Linked DNA regions of Mus musculus: all the other regions are linked to region 5. The links are chromatin contacts, called in public HiChIP or PLAC-seq and promoter capture Hi-C maps. All regions are on one chromosome and are shown on one strand. Each heading gives the region's core, a stretch centred on a gene start, on an enhancer-like site or on the middle of the called end of the contact. The rest is flanking DNA. Distances are from core to core; before and after follow the strand shown. Region 1 overlaps Fancc (Fanconi anemia, complementation group C). Region 2 holds the start of Ptch1 (patched 1). Region 3 overlaps Ptch1 (patched 1). Region 4 holds the start of Fancc (Fanconi anemia, complementation group C). Region 5 holds the start of Slc35d2 (solute carrier family 35, member D2).

Region 1 (2,701 bases), core at 138-2,637, 780 kb before region 5:
TTAGCTTTCTTTAGAGAAGCTGATAGAGTCATGTGACCAAGAAACAAAATCAACAATTCAATTACAGATATTTATATTCTTTATCCAGGTCTCTGCTATCACAGCTACAAGGTGTGATGCTGTGAACCTTGCAAGAGTCATCTCAAGGTATAGTCCTGTGGCTTGCTGTAGAAAGCTGGGAGGCTAGAGACAACCATACAGGATGATGGCTCTAGCAATATGTGCTTAGCATCAAGCCTTTTGCAGTTCACTTCTTACACAGAAGTCGTTTGGAGTACTGCTCTGGCAACTAGTCACAGCCTAACACTTACTGTAATGCTGTCTGGAAAGCTACATAACTCCCTCTTGAACTGTATCTCTAGATATCTGACAAGCCTCAGGCTGGATCCACAAATGCCATGAACTTCTTCAGAGGGATATCTATTGCTTGCCTGTATTTTGATAAGCCAAGCTCTACCTAATTTTATAGTAGACTTTTAAATTTTGTTGTTGTTGTTTTGTTTTGTTTTTCATGACAGGGTCTCTCTGTGTAGCCTTGGTTGTCTTAGAACTCGCTCTGTAGACCAGTCTTTGAACTCAGAGATCTGCCTGCTTCTGCCTCCTGAGTTCTGGGATTAAAGGTGTGCTCCACCAATGCCAAGTGACTTTAAAATTGTTAAGGAGATGCCACGCTCTCCGGTCGAGTCAGCTTGACAGGCTGAGGCTTGGAAGCTACTCACGAGGCAAAAGAGTTTCACGGAAACTCACTCCTGGAGTCTGGTGTTCTCTCTAACCCATACATTAATTTTCCATTCCCGCGTTAGTCTAGTGGATGGATCCACATGCTCTCTTTTAGTATTATCCTATTATAAGTGCTTTTTAAGATTGAATTCTGACATAGCTAAAGCCTTCACCAGTGTTCCAACAGTCCTAAGAACATCTTTGAGCAAGACCATGGGCTTGGAATTCAGTAAGAATGTTGCTATTCAGTGACATTCAGAATAGCCTCTGGTATTACACTATCACTTTGATTAAAAGCTAAGTCACTCCCCTACACAGGAATTTACCATCACCAAGGAAGAAGGAAGTTTCAGACCGAAGGAGAAACCAGAATAGATACTTAGAACTATAGCTGAGTTACACCCATACACACACGTATTTACAATGGCCTAAGGGGAAGGTGGACTATACAATAGACTAAAATAGGAACTATGGCAAGGGCACGAAGCCCTTGACCTTGGCTTCTAAGATTAAGTGAATCTTAGGTGGAACCCTTGTTGATCCCAGCTGTTAACAATGAATTCTATCCCAGGTGGTCCTTGTTAGACTTTCTGTGTTTGCATTCCTCTGTTTTATGTAAGAATCCAGTAACCTCTTTGTACCTTGCAAGTGTGCCACCCAACTTCCTTATTGTCTCTGTATAAAAAGTCTGATGCTCCATTTGACATTACATTCAGATTCTACACAACCTCTCCTGTGTGCATCTGTCAGTCAATTCATATGACGCTTTGCCCACCCGAGACTAGAGACCCGTTCCAAGCAGACAAAGGGGCCCAGAGGATCTGTGGCAAGGAGATTTATCATGGACCTCTTCTAGCCTTACTTGAAAATAACCTATATCTTCCTGAAATCACCAACACTTAAAGAGTATCCCCAGGTGATAGTAAAACCCTCATTATATCAACCTTTCAAACCATCATCTTATCAAAAGATCTCCACAACTTCCACATCTTACAAAATTAAAACTCTTTATCAACCAAGAACTCCTGCCTCCCTTCCTCCCAGCCCATGGCAAACAGAATTCTACCTTCTGAGAGACTGGCTACTCTGGATATTACAGGTGAGCGGAAGGCAGCATTTGTTCTTGGTGGTTGGCTTATTTCATTGTGTAGTGTCAGATGGACCATGTCAGAGCACTCAACAGGGCTTTCCTTTTTTCTTTCTTTTTTTTTTTTTTAAGGATGATAAAAATTTAGTTGTGTCTATGCCATGCTTTCATCTAACAAGATGCATAGAGGTTACTTCTATCCCTTGGCTAGTATGTAAAATACAACCAACATAGGTTTGCAAATTATCTTTTCAATTCTTTTGAATATATAAGCAGAAGTGGAAGTGGCCATGCAGAAACTCCATTTACTTGCTTGTTTAAGACCAAGTCTCATGTAGCCACAGCTGGCCTTGGACTCTGGACCCTCGGACTCCCCCCTCCCAAGTGCTGAGATCACAGGCATGCAGCATCACACCAGATCTATTTTTCTTTGTGAATGAACCACTATGGCTTGTGTACAGTAGCTATGCCACAATGCATTCTCACCAGCAGTGCATGATGTCATTTCTCCACATCATCATCAACACAACACAACACAACATACTAAAGCTATCTAACGCTTCCCTCCCTTACTACTACTACTACTACTACTACTACTACTACTACTACTACTACTACTACTTCTTCTTCTTCTTCTTCTTCTTCTTTTTCTTCTTCTTCTTCTTCTCCCTTTTTTTTTTGGAGACAGAATCTTACTATGTAGCTTTAGTTGGCCTGGAGCTCACTAAGTAGACCAGACTAGTCTCAGAACTCAAAGATCTGCCTGCTTCTATCTCTTGAGTGCTGAAGTTAAAGATATATACAATACTACATCCAGCCTCCTTACACCTTTATTTATATAAACTGCTATGCAGTTCTGGTTTGCATTTCCCTGGTAATTAGTGGTACTAAGCT
Region 2 (2,700 bases), core at 93-2,592, 560 kb before region 5:
TTCCACAGCCTTAGGAGACACCGCGGGAGCTCAGTTAGGAAATGCGGCAGCCATCTACAACTTACACTATTTGTGCTCGGAAGAGGGCGGCCACAAGGATCTTTCCTCCCTCTCCCATTCCCTCCTGGTGAACTCTTTAAAATAGCCGAGTGCACAAGGAAGAGGCCCAGGCCGGCGCCGGCGGGGGTCCTGGCTGGGCGCAGGCTGCTCTCCGGGCGGCGGAGCCCGGGGTGCTGGCCAGGGCCCCTGCGGGCCCCAGGCTAGGTGCTTGCCTTCCCCGGATTCCACACATTTCAGCCAGCCTCGTAAACACAATGAACCCGGCCGTTCCGCACACCCGTACCGAAGATTTAAGGTGGCAACTTGTTTACAACTGCCCCCCTCCCCGGCAGGCTGGGAGAAGAGGCGGCCCAAGACCTGGAAGAGAGGGGACGTCCTCTCCCGAGAATAATTTTTAAGGGAGCAGAGATTTCAAGCTCAACGAAAGCAGAACCGGCTGCCAAAAAAGGAAACCACCTTTACTTTGGCTCCCTCCCCTCTGTCTCTCTCCGCCTCTCTCCACTCCGCCTCCCCCTCAAAGAGGTTAAGAAATGTGGCAACGCCGAACTTTAGGCTGCAACCGTGGGCAGGGGCGCGGGAGAAAGGCGCTGGGGCCGAAGGCAGTGCCGCATTGCGGCCGCCCTGGAGGTGGTCCACTCAGGACGGTTTCCAAAGCTCCGGAAAAGGCACACCAGGGAGGGCGTGTGCGCGCGCACACACCACACACACGCACGCACACACACAGGCACCCCTCCACCCCCTGCGGACCTCAGACAGCCCTTTCCTCCAAAGTCCGGAGGGAGGGTTTGAATTTTTCAACCTTCACTTGTCTGCTGCTTTCTCAGGAGTGTGTGTGTGTGTCTGTGTGGCAGGGATCCCAAGGAGGAAGAAGAGGGAAAAGTGAAGAGGGAGGAGGGGACAGAAGTGCACCTTGGAAATCTGCTCCAGAGCGAAGGCGGCGTCGCAGTAGCTGGGCCGGTGCAGATAGTCCCGGTCCGGCGCGGCGCGGTGCGGTCCCCCGGTCCGTCTGCGCCTCCCGCCGCCGGCCTGCCTGCCCAGGGCCCCGGCGGCGTTACCAGCCGAGGCCATGTTGCCGCCGCCGCCGCGGGCTCCGGGCGCGCCTGGGCGCTCGGCTCGCGAGGACGCTGCTGGCCGCCGGGGACTCCGGCTCCGGGTGACAGACCCGCTGCTGCCGCTCACACGGCGGGCGCTGCGGGTGCTGCGGCCGTGGCCGCTGCCGGGGACTCAGACCCTGCGCCTTCCATTGCCACATTGCGCGTGAGTCCCGAGGTCTTTGCGGCCGCCGCTGCCCACATCCAGCTCGCGGGAAGGCGAGAGCCGGCGCTTCCAGGGCGCGCCTCGCGGTCCCCAAGTCCCCCCCAGACGTCCCCGCCCCGCGCCGCGACCCCTTCACGGCAGAAGGCGCGCGCAGACCCCCGCCGCTCGCGCCGGCTCCCTCGGCGCCCGCTGCGGGCGACGCGACGGTACCCGGCGAGTCTCAACGATGCCGGGCCGGGGCTGCCGCTGCTGCTGCTGGTGCTGCTGCGGCTGCGGCTGGAGTTGGCGGTGGCGGCTTCTGAAACGGCTGGTCGCTCTCTGGCTGCTGGGTTCGCGGTGGCTGCTCGGTCCCGGACTCTGCTTTCTTGTTCTCCTCACCGACCCGCTGGACCATTCTGCCCCCGCGCCGCGCGCTTCTTTCGCTACCGGGACCTGGGGACTCCGCTCTGTGTGTGTGCAGCGGGCAGCGGCCGCAGCAGCTCCTTGACTCAATAGATGAGATGGAAGAAGAAAAAAAAGAACTCTCTCCATTTGGAGAAAGAGGAGGAGGAGGGGAGGGGGTGGAGGGGGAAAGAGCGAGCGAAAGAGAAAAAGGCTGGAACTCCCGCCCCCGGGGCTGTCAGATGGCTTGGGTTTCTGCAACGCGATTGGCTCTTGGAGGGCAGAAATTACTCAGCAAACATGACTATTATTAGCTGCTTAGCAACAGCTCACCAAAGTAGAGAGACCACCCAGGTAGGCAACCCCCGTGTGTGCATCCCAGGCTTGGGGGTGGGGGGGCGCTCGCTCAGCGCCAACCCTCTCGCATGCAATACTTCCATTAAGGAATGCTCCCCCCTCCTTTCTTTCTTATTTCTTTTCTTTTCAACAGTGTCTTCTTTTTCGAGACGCCTTTTGCGAGCGCGCGCGCACACACACACAGACACACATACACACGCACACACTCACACGTACAGGAGCATTTGCCTCGCAATAGACATGAGGGATAGGTAATATATTTTTTTAAGCGCTTAAACAATTTCTGAGATTCCTCAAAGAAAACCCTTTTAGAGGCACTTTGGCCTCAAGCTGCAGCAAATACTGGGAGGTCCGGCTTGAATTCCCAGGCCTGCACCAATAATGACAGGGTGGTGGATAGTGCGCCAGTGTGTGCCAATTTTTTTTTCTCCTCTTTTCTTTTATAACCAAAGGCAAGACTTAGACTCTCGCAGGGAACAACGCCTCGTATTAAGATAAACAAAATGGAAAGTTAAAGAGGCGAGCAAGGATGTTGGGAAAAGCCAGCCCTTTTAAAAACCCCTCTCACTCCTCTATCGCCCCCCTCCAATACACAATACAGTCCAATTTGAAAACGTCTATAAGGAGACTCCAGACAAGTCTGCT
Region 3 (2,700 bases), core at 151-2,650, 580 kb before region 5:
TCAAAGTTTGTCCACCGTAAAGGAGGCTTACCTCTGCGAAAGAAATTAGAGGTGAGGCCATGAAAAATGTGGCTCAGACAGGCAGGAGGGCACATGGCTGCATTTGCACAACACAGGCTTATTAAAGCAAAACTCTGGGGCCTGAGTATAAAGGAAAGGAGAAAATATAAAAGTTCTTTCCCAGTAAAGCCACTGGCAAACTTAAGTCAGGAAAAGAATCCATGGCTGAGGATGGCAAGCAGGGTTTGCAAATTAAGGGAACCAACAGACAATCTTAATCCCCTGATATAGTATTTGATACCTTTAAAAAAAATTAGCTGGTGGGGGGAGGGATGGGTTCTTCTGAGCTCCAAAGTGAAAAACCGAAAGAATGAATTACAATATTACCTGCCTGCTTAAAAACTGCTTTTTAAATGTGACCAATCCAAGTATTTGATCTGCTAACTTTAACAATCATTCTTACGAGGTCCCTCTCACAGGTTGCCAGTGGGGTGGGCAAGCGCCCCCCCCCCCCCGGGACTCTACCATCACCACTATTACAGCCACTCCTAACCCCCCACTCACTTTGGAAACTGGGCTGTTGACAGACCAGAAAGGCTTTTGGCTGCCTGTTATGTGGTTCAAACCGTACTGTAGCTGCTTAACCAGGCTGAAGTCATTATTCAGAGTCTCCCAACCAGAAAACACAAAACCCCTTATTTCCCATCTAAAACTGTACACTGAAGGTCAGGGGATGGCCACTGCAAATTGCTTTTGCAGATATGTGCGGGCCAGGACGGAAACAATAACCCAAGCACTAACTCTCGCATAATTAGCTGAAGAAAGTCTACACCGAGTAACCATCATTCTTTAAATGGTGTGGTGTATGCAATTCCTAACTGCTGAGCTACGAAGCATCCCTTATCACGGCCTTTATAGACAGCGCATTTCCCCGCTTAAACATCATTACCATGATCCAAAGTAGGGTCCATATTTTTCTCTGCAGGAATATCTTGAACCTTAGCTGAAGTATTTCCTTGTGACAAGAACCCAGTAATAAATTATCTTCTTAAATGTCTGAGTGTTGGTCTGCATAACTACGAGCATTTTATAAAGAGTTTTTAAAAAATTGTACAGACTGTGCAATGATTTGCATTTTATTTGCATATAAATAGGTTGGTAAAAGTGAATGAAATCTAATGATGCCTACAGAACTGTTTCTGAAAAGAGGAAAAAAACATTCTGCTGAAATCCCCTCCCCCCCCACCATTCACTCAAAAAAATGCGCATGGAATTTCAATGTTTTTATTTCTTGTCCAAAACTGAAACAGAATAAACAATGATAAGCCACACCGGAAACTGTCACTGAGTCCAGCGGCTGGACACTGAGGGTGCACTTACAGGAGGTATGCTGTCCCGGACTGTAGCTTTGCCCCTTCCCAGAAGCAGTCCAAAGGTGTAATGATTAAGCAAGGGTAAAGGTATTCTATTATCTGTCAAAGCAAAAAACAATAGGGGTGCTTTAGGCTCACACTCGCTGCTCGGGTTGTTTCCAGAAATTTTGAACACTTTCCCCTCTCTGCAAACAAGAAAAGAATGTACCTGATCCATGTAACCTGTCTCCGTGATAAGTTCCCCTGATTTGTAGCACAAATGTTCCAACTTCCATTGCCTATTGGGATGGAAAGTGAAGAGAAATAAAAAAACTAAAACAAAAATGCTTCTTACTGCAAGGAAATGAGCTTAAAACAGGAACAACAGGACTTAGCAAAAGGCTGTAATTTCGATCACGCTGAAGCATCTGTCAAAACCAGCAGAGCTTTTGCCAAGGAGAAAGCCGGCAAGCCCCGCTTTAATGAATAGATAACACTGGATCGTAATTAAGATGTGGGGTGTTTATGTAAATGAATGCTACCGAAGTACTTGAAGTCTTGTTTCCTTAAGTGTTCTACCAATAATCTTGTTTACACCATTAATCTGCTTTTCCACACACATTAAACAACCTGCAACAATCCAGTGGAATTATCACAAATTCAAAATAGGCGGAGCTTGGGCTAGTGTGGCGTGTGCTGGGATAGACTCAGGTGGGAGAGTATTACTGGCTTGCCTTTTTCTCTTTTTTACTAGCTTATGTTATTTTTGGTCACGTTTGAAACAAACTTTCCTGCTCTTAATGTTATAAACAACCTCCACCAGGTAGACAGGACATTAAATGCATGGACCACGAATTAATTTGGTTTTAGTATCTCTCAGAGAGTGTTCTGCAAACTCATGGCTTTCTCAACGTGTTTAGGGAAAGACGCTTTACTCAAAAATAAAAGGATATTTGGAAAGAGTAAAGACAGGAAATCGAAGGAATGAAAATAAAAATTACCCCCTCCCCCCACCAGTTATATTTTATTGGTCTCCTCAGGGGGACCTGCCTTCTCCCAAGGGCATTTTTGATACTTTGCATCTTCTTCCCTACACTTTCTTCTAGGACTTTTCCATCTTTCTCTTAGTGCCCTTTCAAACCTCTACCTTCCTGCTAATCAAAAGTTTTCTTTGCCTAATGCTGGTGAAAACAACCCTTATGTAGAGTCCTGGCTCCAGTCTTACCTGGTACCTGGTGTATGAAGGGTGGGCCCTGTTCATGCCTGGCTTTGTCTGTTTCTACCTGTACTGACTGTATTTCTCTCCCTGGTATCATTCATTCATTCATCCGCCTATCTCTCCCCTCCG
Region 4 (2,700 bases), core at 39-2,538, 700 kb before region 5:
ATGGGTGTGAGGAGAGGCGGGGGACGAATAAGGAGGGAAAGATGGGGCACTCCTGACACCACCTCTGGCCTCTACATACACACACATAACCGCCAGTTGTTCAATTGTGAGCGTTAAATCTGCCATTTGGAAGCACCCTAAAGGCGAGGGCCATCCACAAATAGGTATCTCACGTCGGTCACACCCGCTTAGATTAATTTAATGAGGGATGGGATTTTTCGAATCATCTCATACTAGAGGAAAAGTCCAGGCACACAGAGGTCTTCAATATCATTGGCCTGTTCCAAGATTTTCATCCAGCACCCCCTCCAAGCCCAAGCACCTAAAAACTGTTCCAGTAAGGCAGCAAGACAGCAAGACACAAGCATTAAACACTCTCAGGCCTTGAATGGGCCTCTGGGCCTGTCACTCAAGCAGCTGTGGGAGGGCGATCTTGAGACCCTGAGCAGAGCTGCTCTAATGGATGGCGAGCAATAAGCTTCACCTTTGCCCCAGTCCTTCCAAAAGTACCTGCGGCTACGTTGAAACCAGAGGGAGAGGATTTGCTTAAAACAATAAAAATAAAAATAAATGGGGACGAAGGGTAAAGGACAGATGCCTCTCTACCATCGCCGCGAGCCAAGCTCACCAAGCTTCACCTTGGGCCTTAGACCCCACCCCTCACTGTCGGTCCCGCCCCGCCGGGCTCATCTGCGATGGCGCAGCCCCCCTCCGGCTCCTCTCCCTTGTGGAGCGGCCCCTCTAAGTCGTGCGGGCTCCCGCCGAGATCAGTTTCCGTGTGGTCACGCCCACCGCGTCTGTCGGCCACTGCCAAGCTGGGTTCAACTCCCCGATTAGCCACGCCCCTCACCGTCGGCCTCACCTCCCACCTGGCTCTAGCCCCGCCTCCCGCCAGGCCCCGCCTCCTGCCGGGCTATATCTTCCCCCCCCCCCAACCCCCCACATCCCGCCCCGCCCTCCCGCGGCTCGCACCCGCCCACCGTAGCTTCTCACCGTCCTGCCTCAGCTCCACCGCGCCGCGGGAGCGCGGCTCGCCCACGTTGAGACTCGGGCGCACGTTCTCGCGAGTCTTCTCTGCCCTAGCAGGAAACGGCGGTCTTCCCGGGTGGTCCTCACCCAGAGCTGCCTCAGCAGACTGGGCCGCGGCGGAAAAGAAGCCACCGCCCGGCTTCTGCGGCTTGAAAACTTGGCACAGCCTCACGGAACTTTTTTTGTTTTGACGTGTTTGGAATTTTCCCGCGGCCGCAAGGGAGTGGGGCTGCGCGCGCGCTCGCACGCACGCGCAGTGCACTCTGGGGCCCAGCGCGCTCCCGCGGCATGATGGGAAGATCTGAATCTCTCCTGGAGGAAGTGGGCGACTACGGGCTATAGCTAACTCGCGGCGCCGAGTGAGGGCTTTAGAGAAGAGAGAGCCCTGGAATGTGGTTCTTGAGAGACGGGAGTTGCCAGATAGGTCAAACTCCACATAGGGTTCAAGCCTGCTGGGCCCAACCACAAACGAGTTTTGTCTGTGGTTAGTGATCGCTCCAATCCCTAGTCAGGCCCATGTACTGCTTAGTTCAGGTTCAAATCGGTTCAAAGTTGCATTTACGCCACATAAGTGGAAACTTCTTGTCAAGTGAGACATGGCTTATCTTTTATTCTTGAATTTTTAACATTACATTTGTGTGCATGCCAGGTGAACCTAGAGGTCAGTTTGTGGGAATCAGTTCTCTCACTAATGCAGGTACCCAGTCTTCAACTTGGTGGTAGGAGCTTTTACCTGATGAGCGAGCCATCTTGCCAGCCCTTTCTTAAAGATTTTCAAATTTAGATCTGCATGGTTATTTACAGATGTTTGAATTGGGGAAGAGTCAGGATAACCTTAAACTTTTAGATTTTTTTGGTTTGTTTGTTTGTTTCGAGACAGGGTTTCTCTGTATAGCCCTGGCTGTCCTGGAACTCACTTTGTAGACCAGGCTGGCCTCCAACTCAGAAATCTGCCTGCCTCTGCCTCTGCCTCTGCCTCCCGAGTGCTGGGATTAAAGGCGTGTGCCACCACGCCCGGCTTAAATTTTTTTTTTTAATTAGTGCCTAAGAACCATTCGTTGTAATAAGACCACAACTTAGTGCCTTAAAAATAACATGTAGGGAGGAATATATGCCTGTAATAAATAGCTCTTATTTAAATACTCTGTTGCAGGATATTTGATCATACTGTGAATCCCGAGGTTGTATACTAGAAAAAACTATCTCTACACGTGTGGCTTAGCCCTAGCACACTCCTTTAATCCACGATCTTTCTGTTTATTGTAAATTGAATTTGAAAGAGAAGAATAAAGACTAGCCGAAAGACATTGGGTTGTAGAAAAACAACTGCTGAATTAGATTACCTGTATGCTTTAATTAAGGGAGCGGTGTAACAGATAGCTTAGCCATTAAGAGCACTGGCTGCTCTTCCAGAGAACCTGAGTTTGAGTCACAGCATCCACATGGCAGCTCACAATTATTAGTAACCCCTGTCCAAGGGATCTGATGCCCTCTTCTGGCCTCCTTCGGCACCACACTGCACAAACATTAATAAGTCATAATATCCACACACACAAAATAACAACATCAAAATTTAAAGGGAGACCCCAGGGGAACCTGATCCCAAAGTAACATGCCCTGCTTTATGGGATCAAGTGGCATCAAGCCTTTTAATATGTCATTTTAGTCAAA
Region 5 (2,700 bases), core at 100-2,599:
AGCCAAGCTCTTGCTGCTCTCTTCTGCCTGATGTTCTGGCCCCAACCTCTGACCCTCTTCTCTCTTGGGTCACATCTGCAATGCTTTATCAGTTCTTGAACCTGTTTGTTGTTGAAGTAGAACTTCCATCGAAGATGTTCCACATGGTCTATACCATTTTTTCCACAACATACCATGGGATCAGCATAGTAGGTACTCAATAGTATCTGTTGGACTTACAACTTGTGGACCCGATATGGATCTGAGTTTTCCCAAATATAAGACAAAAAAAAAAAAGCAGAACTGTGGGGTTTACAAAGAGCCCTGGGTTGTGGCAGCTCAGGCAAGGCCCTAGGAGGTTAATACCATGCTTATAGTCAGCTAGGTTCTGCATCTAAGGAAAATGCTAAGTATGGCCAGGGAGCAATCACCCCTGGGGCCAGATTTAAAACCACAGTTCTCTCCGGATTCAACCACAGAGTAGAATTAAATAGGATATTATTATAGTCTTTACAAATAAGTTCAAAGAAGCACAGAGTTGCTGGTGCATTCCACTCTGATCTTAAAAAAAAAAAAAAAAAAAAAAAAAAAAAAAAAGCTGATCTTGTAAACTTCTAGTTGTTCTGATTATCCAGAAATACGATGGTTATTTGAGAATGGATGATTAGCCTATATAAACAAACCACACAAGTCCAGATGTAATCGGTGGAACATGCATTTTTGTTTTGTTTCGTTTGTTTTGCTTGGAGCTGGAGATGTATCTCAGTGAAAATGAAAAGCCTTGGGTGGCTTCCTCTGTACAAAACAGGTGTGGTGTCACACATGGAAGGTGGAGACAGGAAAACTATTAGGTAGTCCAGAAGTTAACCTGGGGTGCATGAAATCCTGTCTCAAAAACACCACGAAGATTAAAAGGTAATGATTTGCTCAAAATACATTTATGTTTATGATGTTGTAACCTGTAATAACAGCACTAGAGAGGCTCAGTCATGAGGATTTGAGTTCGAGGCCAGCGTGAACTATCTGATGAATGCCTGTCTTAAAATAAGTCGTCACTTTTTTCTCAGTTGCTGAACTTACTTAATGCTTGCAAAGGTGGCTTTTAAGTTCAGCTGGTGTATGTTCTTGATCCCAAGTGGACTTTGTTGGGTAGTGACTTGGTAAAGGCAGAGCACACTCGGCTTTCCAAGCCCCGGCCACCCTGCATCCCTCATAACCAGCCTCACCCGTATGTGGTCAGCAGCGCCTTGTTGACCAGCACGATGAGGAAGGAGCATGTGCCATAGAAGAGCGCCGACAGCAGCCTGGCCAGGCGAGAGGGCAACGGCGCCGCGTTGGGCTCCTCCATCTCTGCCCTCCGCCGCCCGGCCCAAACCCAGCCCGCGGTCCCGCCCCCAGCGGCCCGGGAAGAGGGTGCGGCAGGAACAGGAAGAGCCTGGGCGCGAACTCCGACCACGGCCCGCCCCGCACCCCGCACCCCGCACCCCCGCACCACGCACTGGTGCTTCTAGTGCGCTCTCTCCTTGGAGGTGTCCACCTCCCGGGAAAGCCGAAAAACTGCCTTAGCCGGCACCCCCAGAAAGGCTGAGGTTCGTTTCCGTTTTTGTTTGTTTGTTTTTAAAAAGTATAATTTATGTCCTACGGGACGCGCCTGATTAGTGAGTTACAGATGCGTTCTTGACAAATGAACAGAACCAAGCAAACACGTAAATCTGAGTACAACATCCCCACAAAGGGCAAGAGTCCCCCTGAGTACTTAGGGTGTATCAGCTGTGGTGCTGGGCTACACCTCCCTGCGTGTGTTCAGAGCGCCCCCATCTACCCCGGTGGTTGGCATGATGGTAATTCCCAATTTACAACTATTACTAAAAATGCTTCCAGGCATACTTCAAGACAAGTGCTCGTGCGGAACGCTTCTGTTTCTCGTTCATAAATGCCTAAGACTGGCATCCACCATAAATGCCATGTATTCGGCTTCTCTTCCTCTGGACACTTTTGGTAAATTCAGGCCTCCCTCACAAAAGGCCCACTTCTCCCTAGGACAGCAGCCCCAGGATCCCTGGTTCTTGTGAATAAAAGCTCAAAGCTGTAGAACGACTCTCAAGTTTGTTCTCATGTTCAGATGTATTGCACTTTGATCAGTATTAACTTGCATTCCACAGCCAAAATAGTGTTTTTTTGAGTTCTGACTGCACACACCAGTGTTAGGTCCAAAGGGCTCCTCATTCCGTGGCCAAAGCGCAGGCTCACTGACTTGGTTCAAAATTGAGTATAGGCCCAGCTCAACCTGGACCATGGGAAGATTCCTGGCAGTTGGATAAATGCCAGCAGAAACAAACAATCCATAGCTTAGGGGAGATCAGCGGCTTGGTTTGGATAGGAGAACATGGAGGTGTCCCCGGTCCATCTGTGTGTATCTCTTCTGGGTGTTCTGCATTGGGGGTATTGAAGGGGCACAGAAAACTGCCAACATGACCATTCTCTCCATCATGTACCACTGAGGTGTGTTGTAGGTTAAGAAAAAGTACCCACACCGGGCGTGGTGGCGCACGCCTTTAGTCCCAGCACTTGGGAGGCAGAGGCAGGCGGATTTCTGAGTTCGAGGCCAGCCTGGTCTACAGAGTGAGTTCCAGGACAAGCCAGGACTATACAGAGAAACCCTGTCTCGAAAAAAAAAAAAAAAAAAAAGAAGAAAAAAAAAAGTACCCAGAGCAGAAGGAG

Evidence for each region. Promoter capture Hi-C pulls out the DNA fragments that hold promoters and counts their contacts. HiChIP or PLAC-seq counts read pairs in DNA pulled down with a chosen protein or histone mark. Capture Hi-C pulls out chosen DNA fragments and counts their contacts.
Region 1: a contact with region 5 is called in an H3K27ac HiChIP or PLAC-seq map of embryonic stem cells, with 2.1 times the contacts expected there. The contact joins the enhancer-like site here to the promoter of Slc35d2 in region 5. A contact is called at or near these places in 6 of 39 promoter capture datasets (the 3T3-L1 cell line, cranial neural crest, hippocampal neurons and 3 more) and 1 of 115 datasets of contacts at active chromatin or transcription factors (embryonic stem cells).
Region 2: a contact with region 5 is called in an H3K4me3 HiChIP or PLAC-seq map of bone marrow-derived macrophages, with 4 times the contacts expected there. The contact joins the promoter of Ptch1 here to the promoter of Slc35d2 in region 5. A contact is called at or near these places in 16 of 39 promoter capture datasets (the 3T3-L1 cell line, the C10 cell line, the HPC-7 cell line and 9 more), 10 of 115 datasets of contacts at active chromatin or transcription factors (astrocytes, bone marrow-derived macrophages, embryonic midbrain and 6 more) and 4 of 9 other capture datasets (adipose tissue, embryonic tail, liver and 1 more).
Region 3: a promoter capture Hi-C map of liver shows a contact between it and region 5, with 3 times the contacts expected there. The contact joins the enhancer-like site here to the promoter of Slc35d2 in region 5. A contact is called at or near these places in 5 of 39 promoter capture datasets (the C10 cell line, cranial neural crest, embryonic stem cells and 2 more), 1 of 484 Hi-C or Micro-C datasets (embryonic stem cells), 2 of 115 datasets of contacts at active chromatin or transcription factors (astrocytes and embryonic stem cells) and 2 of 9 other capture datasets (adipose tissue and macrophages).
Region 4: a promoter capture Hi-C map of adipose tissue shows a contact between it and region 5, with 2.7 times the contacts expected there. The contact joins the promoter of Fancc here to the promoter of Slc35d2 in region 5. A contact is called at or near these places in 2 of 39 promoter capture datasets (the C10 cell line and neural stem cells), 7 of 115 datasets of contacts at active chromatin or transcription factors (the 230-238 cell line, the NIH/3T3 cell line, astrocytes and 4 more) and 2 of 9 other capture datasets (adipose tissue and liver).

What each region holds. Positions count from the first base shown.
Region 1 is chr13:63,352,149-63,354,849 of GRCm38.p6, forward strand. The region is part of intron 6 of Fancc (Fanconi anemia, complementation group C); the gene reads right to left. Among named protein-coding and RNA genes, the nearest start is that of Mir3074-1, 52 kb to the left of the region's middle. Within about 2 kb of position 1,388, at least 10 of the 459 cell types and tissues checked have an H3K27ac peak or open chromatin away from gene starts, as enhancers often do. A contact at or near this core is called in embryonic stem cells, where this site is marked.
Region 2 is chr13:63,564,393-63,567,092 of GRCm38.p6, forward strand. It overlaps Ptch1 (patched 1), which reads right to left and starts at 1,343. Exons shown (of 24, transcript NM_008957.3): 1 at 970-1,343. The coding sequence starts at 1,128. RefSeq lists an enhancer at 1,902-2,081.
Region 3 is chr13:63,543,656-63,546,355 of GRCm38.p6, forward strand. Ptch1 (patched 1) reads right to left here. Exons shown (of 24, transcript NM_008957.3): 4 at 1,582-1,651; 5 at 1,381-1,472; 6 at 1-33. Among named protein-coding and RNA genes, the nearest start is that of Ptch1, 21 kb to the right of the region's middle. Within about 2 kb of position 1,401, at least 10 of the 459 cell types and tissues checked have an H3K27ac peak or open chromatin away from gene starts, as enhancers often do. A contact at or near this core is called in liver, where this site is marked.
Region 4 is chr13:63,430,457-63,433,156 of GRCm38.p6, forward strand. It overlaps Fancc (Fanconi anemia, complementation group C), which reads right to left and starts at 1,289. Exons shown (of 15, transcript NM_007985.3): 1 at 994-1,289.
Region 5 is chr13:64,127,981-64,130,680 of GRCm38.p6, forward strand. It overlaps Slc35d2 (solute carrier family 35, member D2), which reads right to left and starts at 1,350. Exons shown (of 12, transcript NM_001001321.3): 1 at 1,206-1,350. The coding sequence starts at 1,327.